Linked DNA regions of Mus musculus: all the other regions are linked to region 1. The links are chromatin contacts, called in public Hi-C maps. All regions are on one chromosome and are shown on one strand. Each heading gives the region's core, a stretch centred on a gene start, on an enhancer-like site or on the middle of the called end of the contact. The rest is flanking DNA. Distances are from core to core; before and after follow the strand shown.

Evidence for each region. A called contact is a pair of places that touch in the nucleus more often than the background predicts.
Region 2: a Hi-C map of embryonic stem cells shows a contact between it and region 1, with 3 times the contacts expected there. The contact joins two enhancer-like sites. A contact is called at or near these places in 2 of 484 Hi-C or Micro-C datasets (both in embryonic stem cells).
Region 3: a Hi-C map of embryonic stem cells shows a contact between it and region 1, with 1.9 times the contacts expected there. The contact joins two enhancer-like sites. A contact is called at or near these places in 1 of 484 Hi-C or Micro-C datasets (embryonic stem cells) and 1 of 115 datasets of contacts at active chromatin or transcription factors (embryonic stem cells).

What each region holds. Positions count from the first base shown.
Region 1 is chr10:95,877,814-95,882,385 of GRCm38.p6, forward strand. The region is part of intron 3 of Gm33377 (a long non-coding RNA gene); the gene reads left to right. Among named protein-coding and RNA genes, the nearest start is that of Gm24433, 19 kb to the right of the region's middle. Within about 2 kb of position 2,513, at least 88 of the 459 cell types and tissues checked have an H3K27ac peak or open chromatin away from gene starts, as enhancers often do. A contact at or near this core is called in embryonic stem cells, where this site is marked.
Region 2 is chr10:96,720,118-96,724,689 of GRCm38.p6, forward strand. All of the region lies in intron 2 of Gm33897 (a long non-coding RNA gene), which reads left to right. Among named protein-coding and RNA genes, the nearest start is that of Gm33897, 6.6 kb to the left of the region's middle. Within about 2 kb of position 2,559, at least 146 of the 459 cell types and tissues checked have an H3K27ac peak or open chromatin away from gene starts, as enhancers often do. A contact at or near this core is called in embryonic stem cells, where this site is marked.
Region 3 is chr10:95,216,075-95,220,646 of GRCm38.p6, forward strand. All of the region lies in intron 2 of Cradd (CASP2 and RIPK1 domain containing adaptor with death domain), which reads right to left. Among named protein-coding and RNA genes, the nearest start is that of Gm29684, 73 kb to the left of the region's middle. Within about 2 kb of position 2,792, at least 52 of the 459 cell types and tissues checked have an H3K27ac peak or open chromatin away from gene starts, as enhancers often do. A contact at or near this core is called in embryonic stem cells, where this site is marked.

The DNA.
Region 1 (4,572 bases), core at 1,263-3,762:
TACACCACGTCTGCTTAGGTGCTGCCATACTCCCACCTTGATGATAATGGACTGAGTCTCTGAACCTATAAGACAGCCCCAATTAAATGATGTGCTTTATAAGACTTGCCTTGGCCATGGAGTCTGTTCACAGCAGTAAAACCCTAACTAGGATTTCTTTATAGGAAATATGGAAATGGCATGCTGGTGAGGACAAAACAGAGGAAAAGGGAATAACCATAAGCAGAAAATGTAGCATTATGGACATTCAGAGAAGGAAGAGGGAACAAAGATGTGAAATAAATGTTCAGAAATTATCTCAGTTTCAAACTTCCCCAACACTCAAAGCCACAGCTGTGTGCATGCATTGAGTTCTTGGTAAAGAGAAGAGGTTAATATTTGCAGGAAGAAATCATTAGCTAACCCACAAATCATACTTTTATTTATTCTTCCACTATGAAGGATGCACATTTGTTGGCTTAAGTCAGATCTCTGGCCTTACACAGTCTCCCTGTGGAAAAAATAATATTGACCAAGCTTCTGATCCTGCCTGACATGAAATTGCTACACACTCAGAATCATGGAAATTTTTAGCTGGAAAGTACCTTTGGATGGAATTTAGAGGCACTAAAACCAGTTGTGACCTCCACATCAATTATCGTTTATAGGAAGTCCTGATAAGTGCCATGGCGATAGAAAGTTTAAACAGTTCTGCAGATCAGCTGTGCGAATGAGGTCCCAGTGAGCATGTGCAAGATGAGAGTCTGGCTACAGGATATCGCACAGCTGAGGACCATGAAAGGATTGTTGGCAGCACAGAGATCTCTCAGTCCTTTCTCAATACAGCCAAGTGCAGTGTACAAAAAGCAAGCAAGCAAACAAACAAACAAACAAACACTATATGCATTCTACAAACAGAATGTCCTACCTCAGTTCAGGGAAACAGATGTTTGCCATAGACCAGTAGAGCCTCAGGAGGGCGGGAAAATGCTGAGCAAAAGGATCCAGCCTAGAACTGACTCTGCTCTGAAGGGCTCTGTGGACGACCAGAATGTTCCTTCCTAAAATATGAAGGATTGTTGCACTGAAGATGCTAAAGAAAGATGCCAGACAGAAAGATGCTGTCTCACCTCCCTCTGTCCAAAAGCAAGACACAGAATTTTAGAAATAAAATCTGCCGTGCCTCCTATCCCTCCAGCATATATGCATTACCAAAGAGAACAAAGCTTAATGACCGGAGACACTGTGAAGTACCGTGTGCTAGCTCATGTCTGCAATCCCAGCATCTGCCAAATCTTCTCCAGAATACACATGGGGCCAGCCTGAGCTGCACGGGACCCTGTCTCAAAAACAAATGAACAGAATGAAGAAGAAGAAAAATACAGTTTGGAGAGGAATATGACCTTTATCTGACAGTTGTTTGCTTTCCCCTGTAACTTCTCATAGACACACAAAATCCTTTTCCTCTGAATCATTAAGTCTATTACAATGCACTTGTTTGTTGTTAAGGATGCTGAATAAACTGGAATTCAAAGTCATCTCTCTGAAAACAACTCATTCCATAGGTGTCCTCCGTGTATACATGAAGCAGACATGCAGGCAACACGCCTATAGCTCCAGAAACCGAGACAGGAGGATGGGTGTGGGTTCAAGGCTAGCCTGGGTTACCCAGTGAGAGTTGGTTCCAGACTAGCCAGTACTACATAGTCAGACCGTATCCCTGAAAGAAAAGAACAATAATCAATAGCTTCGGTCTGATCTCTTATTCTCTGAACTCTAAAAACACAAATCACAACAGCAGTGGTTTGAATATGCGCCTAGTTTTCATGTGTCAGAAACGTAGTGGTTTGAATGAGAATGGCCCACAGAGACTCATATATTTGAATGTTTAGTCCCCAGTTGGTGGAACTGTTTAGGAAGGATGGGTAGATGTAGCCTTATTGAAAGAAGTGTGTCACTGTGGTTGGGCTTGGGGTTTCAAACACCTACTGACATTCCCAATGCATTCTCTGCCTCCTACTTGTGGATTGAGAGACGTGAGCTTCAGCTGCCGCTCCAGCCACTTGCTGCCGTGCCTTTGCTTGTCCATCATAACTCTAACCCTCTAATTAAACTCTTTTTTTAATTTTTTTAAAAAATAAATTGCCAAGATAAATAAATAAATTAGCTAGCCTTGGCCTTGGTGTTTTGTCATAGCAACAGAAAAGTAACTAAGACAGTCGATGTACTTGGACATTTGATTCCCTGTAGTTATTGCTTGGGAGGAACCTTAAGGAGGTAGAGTGTTGCTAGAGGAAGTAGATCACTGGGGGCAAGCTTTGAGGTTTTCTAACCTGACGCCACTTCCTGTTCTTTCTGTTTCCTGAAATGTGATCTCTCTGGCTTTCTGATTTCTGGTTCCTGCGGTTCCTACTCCGGTGCCAGCCCCACCAAGGCGGCTTTCTGATTTCTGGTTCCTGCGGTTCCTACTCCGGTGCCAGCCCCACCAAGGCGGCTTGTACCCACTTAAGCAAAACCTTCCCTCCTCTAAGCTCAGGAACAGAAAGAAACCGATACAGTGCGTGGTGCAGCGGTGTGGAGCAGTGGGGATAACACACCCACTAACTGAGATCAGAAGATAGCGCAACTTACTCAAGGCTGAGGTAAATCAGCAGCTAACAGTGGCGAGGAGGATACAAAGCAAGGATAAAGATTCCTCAGTGTAGAGGGTCAAATTCCCCTGGACTGAACTGAAAGTAATCCTCCTGCCCCACCCCTCTGACTGCTGTGATTACTGGAGTGTGCGTCTGCACCCAGTTACTTTTTTTTTTTTTTTTTTTTTTTTAAGTTCCTGATACTTGGCATGCCTAAAGAGATCCACCCAACAGAACTGAACTAGACAAATCCAGACAAAGTAAGGGTAGTCTCACAGTTTAGCTCGCAGTTTTTAACTAATGACTCTGGACTTGTCCCTCTAACCTGCATCATTTCCTGAACCTCGATTTCATTTCCTGTGACCTGCTAGGCACCTTTAGTCAAATGTCCTACTGATACTCAAAACTCAGTACTGCTGCTTGGAAACACATCTGCCAGCGTTTCACCAGAAAGGCAAGGCAAGAAAGAGCACATACCTGCAGTCCTGGGCTGGGGAGACAGAGGTCTGAAAAATCACGGGCTTGAGACCAGCCTGGGCTCTATCAAGACGGTCATATGTATATGTAAATCTAGATGTATATGTATATCGTATATGTGTATCCTATATATATATATATATACTTGATCTCACGTCTAACCTTTACTAAACAGACTATATAAAAGCCTCTGTTTCCATGGTTATAAAATGTTGAGTGCTGTACATAACAGAAATACTGGAAGCTGGGCATGGTGGCGCATGCCTTTAATCTGAGCACTTGGGAGGCAGAGGCAGGTGGATTTCTGAGTTCGAGGCCAGCCTGGTCTACAGAATGAGTTCCAGGACAGCCAGGGCTACACAGAGAAACCCTGTCTCGAAAAAACAAACAAAGTACTAGGAAAATACTAGGAAAAGTAAGAAATGCAGTAGTATTGAATGCACAGCGTAGTATCCTTTTTTTTACAGTCCTTGCTTCGTGTTATTACCAAAAATGTAACATTTTTTTCTCATACCTTCCTTTTTCCTCCTCCCTTTTCCTTCCTTTCTTTCTGTCTGTCTTTTGCAATAGTATCATGAGGTCCAGGCTAGCCTCGACCTCCCTATATAGTTGAGGATGACCCTGAATTTCTGATTCCTTCCGCACCTCCTCCATGCTGGGATTTGAGCTGGACACCATGGCCCTCGGCAGCTCTTCTTTCTTGATCCTCAAATTCAACCAGTTGCTCAGTTGTGAGGGTCAAGACCCCACGCCCCCACCCACCCACCCCTGCATGCAGCATCCCCTGCCCTCAACTGCTTCTCCCTCTTGGTCCTGCCACAAAACAGAGGACAGTGGCTGATTATGACCTCCAGGTGCAAATACCTTGACTGCCACAAAGATAGTCTGTTCCCTGTCTCTCTCAGTTCCTCTCTCTTCCATTCCTGAGTTCTGAGAGCTCAGGATTCCTTCGGGTGGAACCATCTGGGTCCTATATCGTTCCAACCATTCCCCAGACAACACTGCAGTGATGTTACCGCGCTCGTTGACATGGGAGTCAGGTTCACTTTCCTGCAAGACTCCTTCCTTTGCAGCCCTGACATGCACATTTAATTTGTTGCCCCATTTAACACAATCCTCTGCTTTAACCCCAAAATACACAAAAGAGCACATTTCCTGCAGGGGACGGGGAACCAGTCAGCTAAACTGCTTTTGCTTTCCTAACCCCAAGGCGGTATGTCCATTGTTAGCTTCCGTTCGATTGTTTACGGAGGGGCTGAGGGTGTAAGAGGCTGAGAATATGTCTGTCCTAGTTCTGGGCTCTCCGTAGCTAGAATCCCTGTGATTTGCTTTCCCACAACTGTGCTGTTTGGGGGCATGCTCACAGATCAGCAACTGTGCGCTTTTGCCTCCTCTGCATTCAAAGCTCAATATCCACTGCAAGCAATTTCCCCAGCGGAGGGGGGTGGGGGGTGGGGGAGAAGCAATGAGCAGCTGGGTGGAC
Region 2 (4,572 bases), core at 1,309-3,808, 840 kb after region 1:
GTAAGTCATGCAATAAGACAGTAGGAGAACAGGGATTTGAACTCCTGAACTTGGCTGGTGAACACTAGTCAGCAGAGCCTGCACATGGGAGAGTCTTCCTCCTGGCCTCTGGAGAATTGCTGCCAAGGCCAGCATGAACTTCTTGGGTTTCTTCTGCCTCTGCAATACCTCAGGATCTTTCCAGACCCTGGTTCTCATATCCCAGTGCCCCTGTCCAGCCCTGGTTCCCACATTCCATTTCTTGAGAGCTGGCTGTGGCTCCCTGGCGGATGGCCAGTTGAGAGCTTACTTCACGATCGTGTGTAGCAGGAGTAAATGAGTTAATGTGGTCCAGATACTTACAGACTTTTGGCATCGGCTCTCACCAATATAATCACAGCTTATTATCCTTTGAGGCAACAATCATTCTTTCATTTGCTCCATAAACACGGAGTGACTGTGATGGCCTGGGTCCTGGGCTGGGCCTGCATTAGTATTTGTGACTGGAGCATTTTGGAAATGTGATGCCCCATTCATCCGAGTGAGTGTAATGGTGGCGTCCTGGCACCTTGGCAAGCAGGCTTTTTGGCCCTTCTCAGCTCTCATTAGTTCAATGGTCATTGACTACTTATCTGAACGGCTGGTCTGGCTGGCACCACCTTTGAAAAAAGTGACAGAATTTGATTCCATTGCAAAAGAACGAAAGAAAGGAAGAAAGAAAGTGAGAAAGAAAGGAAGGAAGGAAGAAAACAGCTTGTCTTTGGTGAGATGAACTTTTTTTTTAAGATCTAGAAAATGGCTTTCCTTTTTTCTTTTTCTTTCTTTCCAGACTGGAAAAAAAAAAAAAAAAGAAAAAGTAAAAAAACCTATGAAATAGGAGTTTAAGTGCTCTGGAATCCAGTTTCAAAAGAGAACCTTTCATGGCATCCCAAGACATTTTGTTTTTACCCAGTTAGTTTAGGTGATTCAGGTTTTCTTTGGTCTCCTTCTAGTCCCCGTGAGAAAGACTGCTTCTCTGAACAGGATAAACCCATGTGACACTGTGAGGTTTTGCTTTGACTTCTCAGTCTTGTGCCCCAGTCTCACATTGGGTAATTGTCATCTGCCAGCCTGTGGTCGACAGTCTTTCTGATTCTGAAGTGGCCATCGTATGGAGTTGTTAGTCCTTAGAAATCACAGAGCCACAATGGGCAGGGTCCTGAGATCTAGTGTGAAGACTCTGTCAGGCCAGATTTAGCTCTCCTTAATGAGGATCTGCCTGCACTCACTGTCTTTACCACAGCCCCAGGGGTGAATAATTTCCTTTATTTTTTCTATAAGGAGTGCGGGGTGGGGACGGGTATCAGCGGGAGCCTTCGGGTGTCTTAAGCAGTCAGAGGTCACATGTCCTGCTTGTGATTTGCTAGGTCAGCTGAGGCGGGCTTGTGATGCTTTTGTAGTTAGCTCTTCTGTGTCTTGAAAGAATGGATATGCAGACAAGGCTTCTGTGGGATGGGATGTGCTATTGGGTCGGATAAGGGAGGTGTGCCCTTGAGAGCTCCTCTAAAAGGAAAAAAAAAATTGGCTAGAAAGATAGTAGGAGGTCTTTGTGGTGAGATAGCATGGGTGGAGGGGGTATATTCCAGCTATTTCAGAAGTTTGCGGGTGACTGCTCAGGTGGCTTGTGGGGACAGTTTTTGTTTGTTTGTTTGTTTTTAAAACCAAGCCTGTGAAGCTGGGGATGTAGTTCAATAGGTAGAAAGCTTGCTTAGCTTAGCATGAATGAAGCCCTGGTTAGTATCCCTACTACGGCGTTAAACTGAGCGTGGTCCCGTGTGCCTTTAATGCTATTTAATTCCTATACTTAGGTGTTGGAGGAAGGAGAATCTGCACACACAGATTCATCTTCTATACATACCAGCCTGGATTACCAAAATGAAACAACGAGAAATTGGGAGAACATAGTGAGCAAGTGGGCTACACAACAAAAAGGTCAAATGCCCCGCGCTGTACTTCAGAACACGGATGGCCAGTCTCCCTTGTTAGTTCTGGTCTCGTGCTCAATTTGGGCCATAGTAAACACGGGAAGGCACACACAGCCAATCCTAGAAGGTGCAGAGGTTAGCACACTCTGGCTTTGTCTCTTCATGATCCAGATGGCACCAGATCTCCCAGAGCTGCCATGCTTTTAGAAATATTCCCAGAAATTATTACGAGTTTATGAAGGATGACAAAACCTCTTCAACTTCCGATGCAAACACATTTGCGACAGAAAATGGATTAACTTCTGATTCCTGTATGTTCAAACCCTAGTTCAGCTTTTTCATCCACCTGGGCATAACAGTGGGGCCGAGTTTTTCCTCCTCCTGATGTCCTTTGTTCCCTCCTTTCTATTTCCTTCACTTGTTTCAAACTACGGGCAAGAACCAGTCTCTTCATGCATGTGAATTTCCCACTGGCAGGATCCCAATGCTCAGATTCACTGTTTCCCCAATGAGACTCATTCTCTGCTCAGCGTGTGATAGAAGCGCCTGGTCCTGCTTTAGCCCTGCCTGGGCCTGTCCTAGCAGCTTGTACAAATGTAAACACAGGCACTACAACTGTGGCTCACTGTGGAGGGCGGGGCTAGGGGCCAGGGTCCAAGACACGCCCAGAAATGCTCTCCCTCCCTTCGGGTTGCTCCTCCCACAGCCTGCTTGTTTCCAGAGCTTTACAGTGGAGCCACAAAACAGGAGGGTTCTATGGGGGTAAAAATCCGCCTGTTCTGGGCTGTGGCAATTTGCAAGTCCGTGGTATTCGTCCCTTTAACAACTTCCTGCAATGACATTTCTGTCAGGATGATGGGCAAATATGTGGTCAAGGCTTTAAATGCCAGATCCACACAGTTCATTGTTTTTACTAGCTCGCCTCCAGGAGTGGACCTTGATACCCACAAGAAGAATTTAATTAATTAGGCTGTGCTATGTATCTGAGTGCTTTTCCACATTTCTCTATTGTCTCATTTGCAACAAAGGTGCAAATCGCGGCCTTTGACATTTCCGCTGGAAGGAGCTCTCTCAGAGAACTTCATGAAACCAACCTCACCACTCTGGAACCGTGCAAGGAAAACCAGTGTTTTAAAACCATGGTAGACTTGAACACGTACTTCCCTTGCATGACATGAAACACAGAGACAACATACTTACATGGTTCAGGCCAATGAGAACAAATTCCTATCTGTCAAAACCACACAGGCAAACAAGAAGAGCCAGCCCACAAGTTGTCTTTAGTGTGACCGGAGGAACAACAGTATTTTACTCTAGTCTGTATAGTAAAAGTTACTCTTAAAACTCAGTATCACCAGACACTATGGTTTGGACATTGCTGTCTCTGGTCCTTTAAAGAAGGCTAAGGAAAGGTTCTCCATTCTCTTTTAGAAAAGATGAGATAATATTGGATTGCATGGATATCTGCTTAGACACATAGCCACTTTCTGAAAAGAAGAGAAGAGAAGAAAAGAAAGAGGGTATCAGGTTATGTCTTCTTGTGGGAAGTGCTCGTGTCCCACTTTCTGTGGCTTCGGCTGGGCTCTAGTCCCAGGATGCTCTCTCCATATCCGGGCCTCTTGCTCATGCGCTCCCCAGTTCTTTCTTGTCCATAGTGAGAGACTCAGGGCTGGATCCATCCACAGGGAGCTTTGATGAGAGGCAGGTTTTACATCTTTGAGAATGTCTGCTAGGATTGTTTTGGAACCTGTTGAAGAATGAGGCGAAACAACAAAACAGAGCCACAAGGTAAAAGACGGGAGCCAGAACACACAGGGTGAGCATCCAGTCTTGAGACTACATTTAAAGTCCCAGATCCGCATGCGGCTAAATTCAACTTGTTTCTGGCGTTTGCGCCTAACCCGTAGCAGCCATTTCTTTGTCGCAGGCAGTTTTAGTTGGGTCTGTTTCATTTATAGCCGCTCAGTCTGATTACTAGCCCGGGTGATAGATAGAGCACCTTCTCATTTAAGTTTCACAAAACTCCTTTTACAGAACGGAAGCAGGTTAAGAAAGGGGCAGGCACATGCATGAAGGTCCTTCTAGGAAGAGCAGCAGATCTAGGTCTCAAACTCATTTATGCTTTATTCTAAAATTCCAGGCTCAGCCTACGGGAGTCAGCTAAGCCAGGCCGTTCAGTAACAGCCAGCAGCTTGCATAGCTTGAAGGGTAATTCATTAATTCTTCGAGTGTTTCTCGAAATGCGTTTTGATCTTATTTGCCTGGTCTCCTATCTCTTTTCAGACCAGTCCTCAATTCCCTACCCACGGACACTTTTTTTTTTTTTTTTAATTTTATCTATCAGGACCAATTTGTGCTGTCCAAATAGTCTTGGATATCTGGAGAGTAGCCACTGGAGAGTGGACTACTTTAGGGGGCGGGGTTGGGGGGGGGGAGGGCGCTACATTCTTAAAGAAAAGGACTCTGTTTTCAGGTTTCAACAGCAGTTGACAGACAGTTGCACTGCTGGTCCCAAATGGTTTATTACTAAGCATACTCAGTCTTAGGGGCGGAGTCCTCTCTGCCCCTTCTTCCCCAGCAGGCGCCTTCTCTCCTCTTTCTGGTCTACATTCTGAGTAGCAGGCATTTT
Region 3 (4,572 bases), core at 1,542-4,041, 660 kb before region 1:
AAATTGCTAGTGTGTAACTTTAAACTCCCCTAAGAGACAATATCAATGGTGGGCAACTTTTTACTACTTAACTCATTTCTACTATTTAACTCTTCAAACTAGTCATTGCAGGTGTTAGCTGGAATTCTCGGGTGTAAATGATTTAACACAGAAAGCAGTGAGATGTGAATCCTTCCCATAGAGAGGTCCAGCCAAGGCCATGGTATGAAATAGGGAGGAGCCTCCAGCATCCTCTCGCCTCCTTTCTGCAAGTTTCTCTTTCCTTTTCTCCCCATGATTTCTAAGGCCCAGGTCCCTGAATTCTGTATTTTATCTTGAGTGACACCAGGCTACCCCCCTTGAGTCTTTCACTGTGACACCAGGCTACCCCTCCGGCAGTCCGTTCTTCAAATAGGAACTATTCTCTAAGCTTTTCCAGGGAAGCATAGAGTGAGAAATGTTTTGAAAAACTGTGCCAACTTACATGTGGTTAGCAGCATCTTAGGATTCTCATGAGTATTTCTAATCTAAAATTAAACTTCTTATCAGAATCTCAAACTATTACAAATTAACGCAGAGAAACAAAGATAAGTGAAGAAATTCAACCAGTCTGAGTGAAAGTCTCATTTGTTTCTGAAGTTAGCCTTGAGACAGAAAAAACTACCAGCATTACTTTCCTCTCTCTTTCTATTTTGAAATAACATAATATTAATTTTTATTATTAATATAAAATAACAATAGAATTACAAGAAAATACTATAGTCTAATAAATGTATTCATTGAATATCACCTCACATACTTATAGTTTTGTGGTGTTAACATTTGAAGTCTGTTCTCTGAAGTTTTAAAATAAATGTTGCATTGTTAACTATTAAACACCATGCTGTGTCCTCTTGTCTCTCAGAAACTTTGTATCGTTGGACCAGTATCTTCCCAGCATAGCCCTCTTCCTGGCCCCCAGTATCCACCATTCTACTCTGGCTTCTATGATCTCTATTTCACATATTAGCGGAATCATGAGACAGTCATCTTTCTGTGCCTGGCTTACATCTCTTAACAATGTGTGTATGTGCATCCTTTATCCATTCATCTGACAGTCTCTAAAGTCAGTTTCATCTCTTGGCTATTCAGAATGACACTGTGAATGCAGACATCTGCTCAACCCACCTATTTCATTTCCCAATAGTGGGGCCACATTGTTTTAGTTTTCGGAGGATTTCCATATTAGTTTCCATAACGACGAAAATCTATTCATATAACATTGTATTTTATAAGTCCTCTCCAAAAAGTTCCTATGGTAGCTGGGATCCCCATGTTTGAATAAAGACAGAGATGGGGGAGGAGGAGGAGGAGGAGGAGGAGGAGGAGGAAGTGGCGGAAGAGGAAAGCTATGATCAGTTATTTGTAGGACTAGTGAGGGTGTGTGCATGAATGTACATAGAATGTATTCAATGCTTTTTATTTGAGGAGCTGCTGATAATAATTACTGTTAATTGACCTCTTTCCATTCAGGATATCATTCTTATCATAAGAAATTCACTTCTAGCCAAAATTTGGAACCTAAGAGCCAATATGGTCAGGGTAAAGTTAAAGATAGTGACTAAGCCTGACAAACCACATTGCTTTTTCAAACTTCAAGTACTTTGATTTTTTTCTGGCACAAGTATCTCTTGACTAAAAGACAGTTGGTGAACTAAACCACAGATTTCATTTTTCTGAATAACTAGAAAAAGAATGGGTGAAGCCCTCACTATTTCCAAAGAAGCAGAGACTCGAAGTCAGGATATGGTAGCATGAAATTCCAGATGAGCCAAAGTGAACCCCCACACAGTATTTAGGCCACGCCTGGCGGAGCTGTACTTCGAGCTGACCTCTTTGCTTCTGGGAGATGAGGAGGAGACAGGAGTGCCATTGGTTCCTGGGAGGGATCCTGCGCACTGTCTAACCAGAGGAGCTCTACAGGAGCCGCAGTCGTAAAGTGTTCCTCAAATGGGCTACAACTCTGTGGCCTTGGGTCAGCTTCCACAACATCCTTCGCTCGGGCAGCATCCATCTCCAGCTGCTTATGACTCTTCAAAGAAAACTCCAGTAGAGGGCAGAGCCACAGAGCGGTGGGGGAGACAGGAAGCGGCGCAGGCTCAGGCTCAGGGTGTTCCTTCCAAACAGTTCCGACTACTTTTATTTACTGTAAGATCTCTACTTAGAAAGCCCCACACGGGATTTGTGAAAGAGATAACAATAACAACAACAACGACGACGACAACGACAATATAATAACTTGGACTATCTTGGCTTTGTCTTTCTACAGTATTATTTTCTATAAACATCTCTCCTACAAAATTCCTTCCTGTCTAGAATGCTGAAGATACAGAGTTTTAGCCAAGTTCACCGAGGCATCTGACATAATGTGGGCAATCCAATGCTGTTTTCCAGCTGGGAGCTAGCAAGGACACGAGGTAATCCACGGAGCTCCTCTGACCAGCTCAGGCTGGCCTCTCAGTCTCCCTCCTCCCTCCCACCGACCTCCATCCTTATCCCTAGGAACTGGTGGTATACTTTAAAGTTTAAAACCTTTTTTTTTTAAAGTAAAATGTGTACTTGATATTTTAATTTTGGCTGTGTGCCTTAGTCATTTTCTATAATTTCCCAAGCCAATCAGTTCTTTCTGTCTCAAATTACCAACAAGTAACCGGCCTCACCCATTTTCCAATTCTTTCTGACTAGCGTAGGGCCTGCTGTATCGAGGCTGCGCACACTCAGTGAGTCTGGGGAAAGCAGTGCTGGCCTTGGCCTGAGCAGGCACCTCGCACTTTCTAGCTGACTCTAGTGACAAGCCAGCGACTCTGAAAACAAATGACCACGCCAGGCATTGCTCAGCTTCGGCTTGGAGGGAACACGCAGCTTCCTGGAAAAGTACTGAGGCACTTCTGGGAAGAAAGGACACTCTCTGTTGACACAGGGATTGGACAACAGGGGCTGGGTAGAAAAATAAAAAGGAATGGCCACCGTGGTCTCTGACATACAAGGAAGCCACAGAAGGAAGGAGTGGAGAGCCGTGGCCTCCGCTGTGAAGGGAGGCTGCAGGAAAGCGAGTCTTCAGTCTCATGGGGTCAATGACAAGGCCCAGTTCCCATGGTTCTCAGTGTCCTCACATGTCCTGCCTCCTCTGACTCCACACACGATGCTGAGAGTAAAACAATGTCCTTATTTTCTCAGGTTGCCGTCAGTGTGACGAGACACAGTGAGGAGGAAAGGCCCGTTTCACCTTTCGGTTCTCAGGATACTTTCATCACTGAGGGAAGCCAGGGCAGGGACTCTAGGTAGGAACCTAGAGGCAGGAACTGAAGCAGAGGTCAGAAAGGAATCCGGCTTACTGGCTTGCCCAGGACCACCTGCCCAGGGGTGTCACCACCCATAGTCACCTGGGCCCTCCCACATCAACCATTAATCAAGAAAATGACCCACGGACTTTCCCACAGGTTAATCTGATAGAGGCATTTTCTCTTTCTTTCTTTCTTTCTTTCTTTCTTTCTTTCTTCTTCTTCTTTTTTTTTTTTTTTTTTTTTTGGGTTTCTCGAGACAGGGTTTCTCGAGACAGGGTTTCTCTGTATAGCCCTGGCTGTCCTGGAACTCACTTTGTAGACCAGGCTGGCCTTAAACTCAGAAATCCTCCTGCCTTTGCCTCCCGAGTGCTGGGATTAAAGGTGTGCGCCACCATGCGCGGCTGGAGGCATTTTCTTAATCTGGGTTTCCCTTCCCAGATAACTCTGGCTTGCAATGAGTGACCAATATAAATCAAAACAAAACAACAACAACAACAACAAGTCCACCGTGGACGGTGAGAACTCTGGTTTCAGACAAGTCATGTGACTGCAGTGAGCAACTTGAGCCCAGAAAGCCTTATCTCTTTGAGATCTAGCCCGCCAGTCAAGGAACCAATAAGCTGAGGAAAATAGAGATCACATAGTGGGCCATTTATAGCTAGGGGCGACTCACATTCAGGACCTGCTGGAGTGGACACAGTTTTTATTTTCAATTTGATGTTAAAGAAAATGAAAATCAGATAACAGAGTCATCTTAGTTACTTGCAGGACTAGCAGAGCACATCCCACTTATACTTGTGAGATGTAGCCTCATTACTCCTAACAACGCTAAGCTTAACAAATACACATTTTAAAACTCCTTCTCATGGAGAAAGCACCCAGAATAATTTGCCAATTGAAAATAACTTTCAAAGGTGTCTGGGCATGTATATTTTCAATAGAGGACTCATCTTTCTTTTTTTTTTTTTTTCTTTTAAAGATTTATTTATTTTATGTATGCGAGTATACTGTTGATCTCTTCAGACACACCGAAACAGGGCATCGGATCCCTCCCATTACAGATGATTGTGAGCCACCATGTGGTTGCTGGGAATTGAACTCAGGACCTCTGGAAGAACAGTCAGTGTTCTTAACCACTGAGCCATCTCTCCAGCCCGAGGTCTCATCTTTCTAAAAATAGAAGCAGAGTAGTGTACTATGCTCCTTCCAGTGTTTCTGCATGTGACTGAAGAATATGTGAGGACAAATATGGTAGGCTGGATGGTAAGTG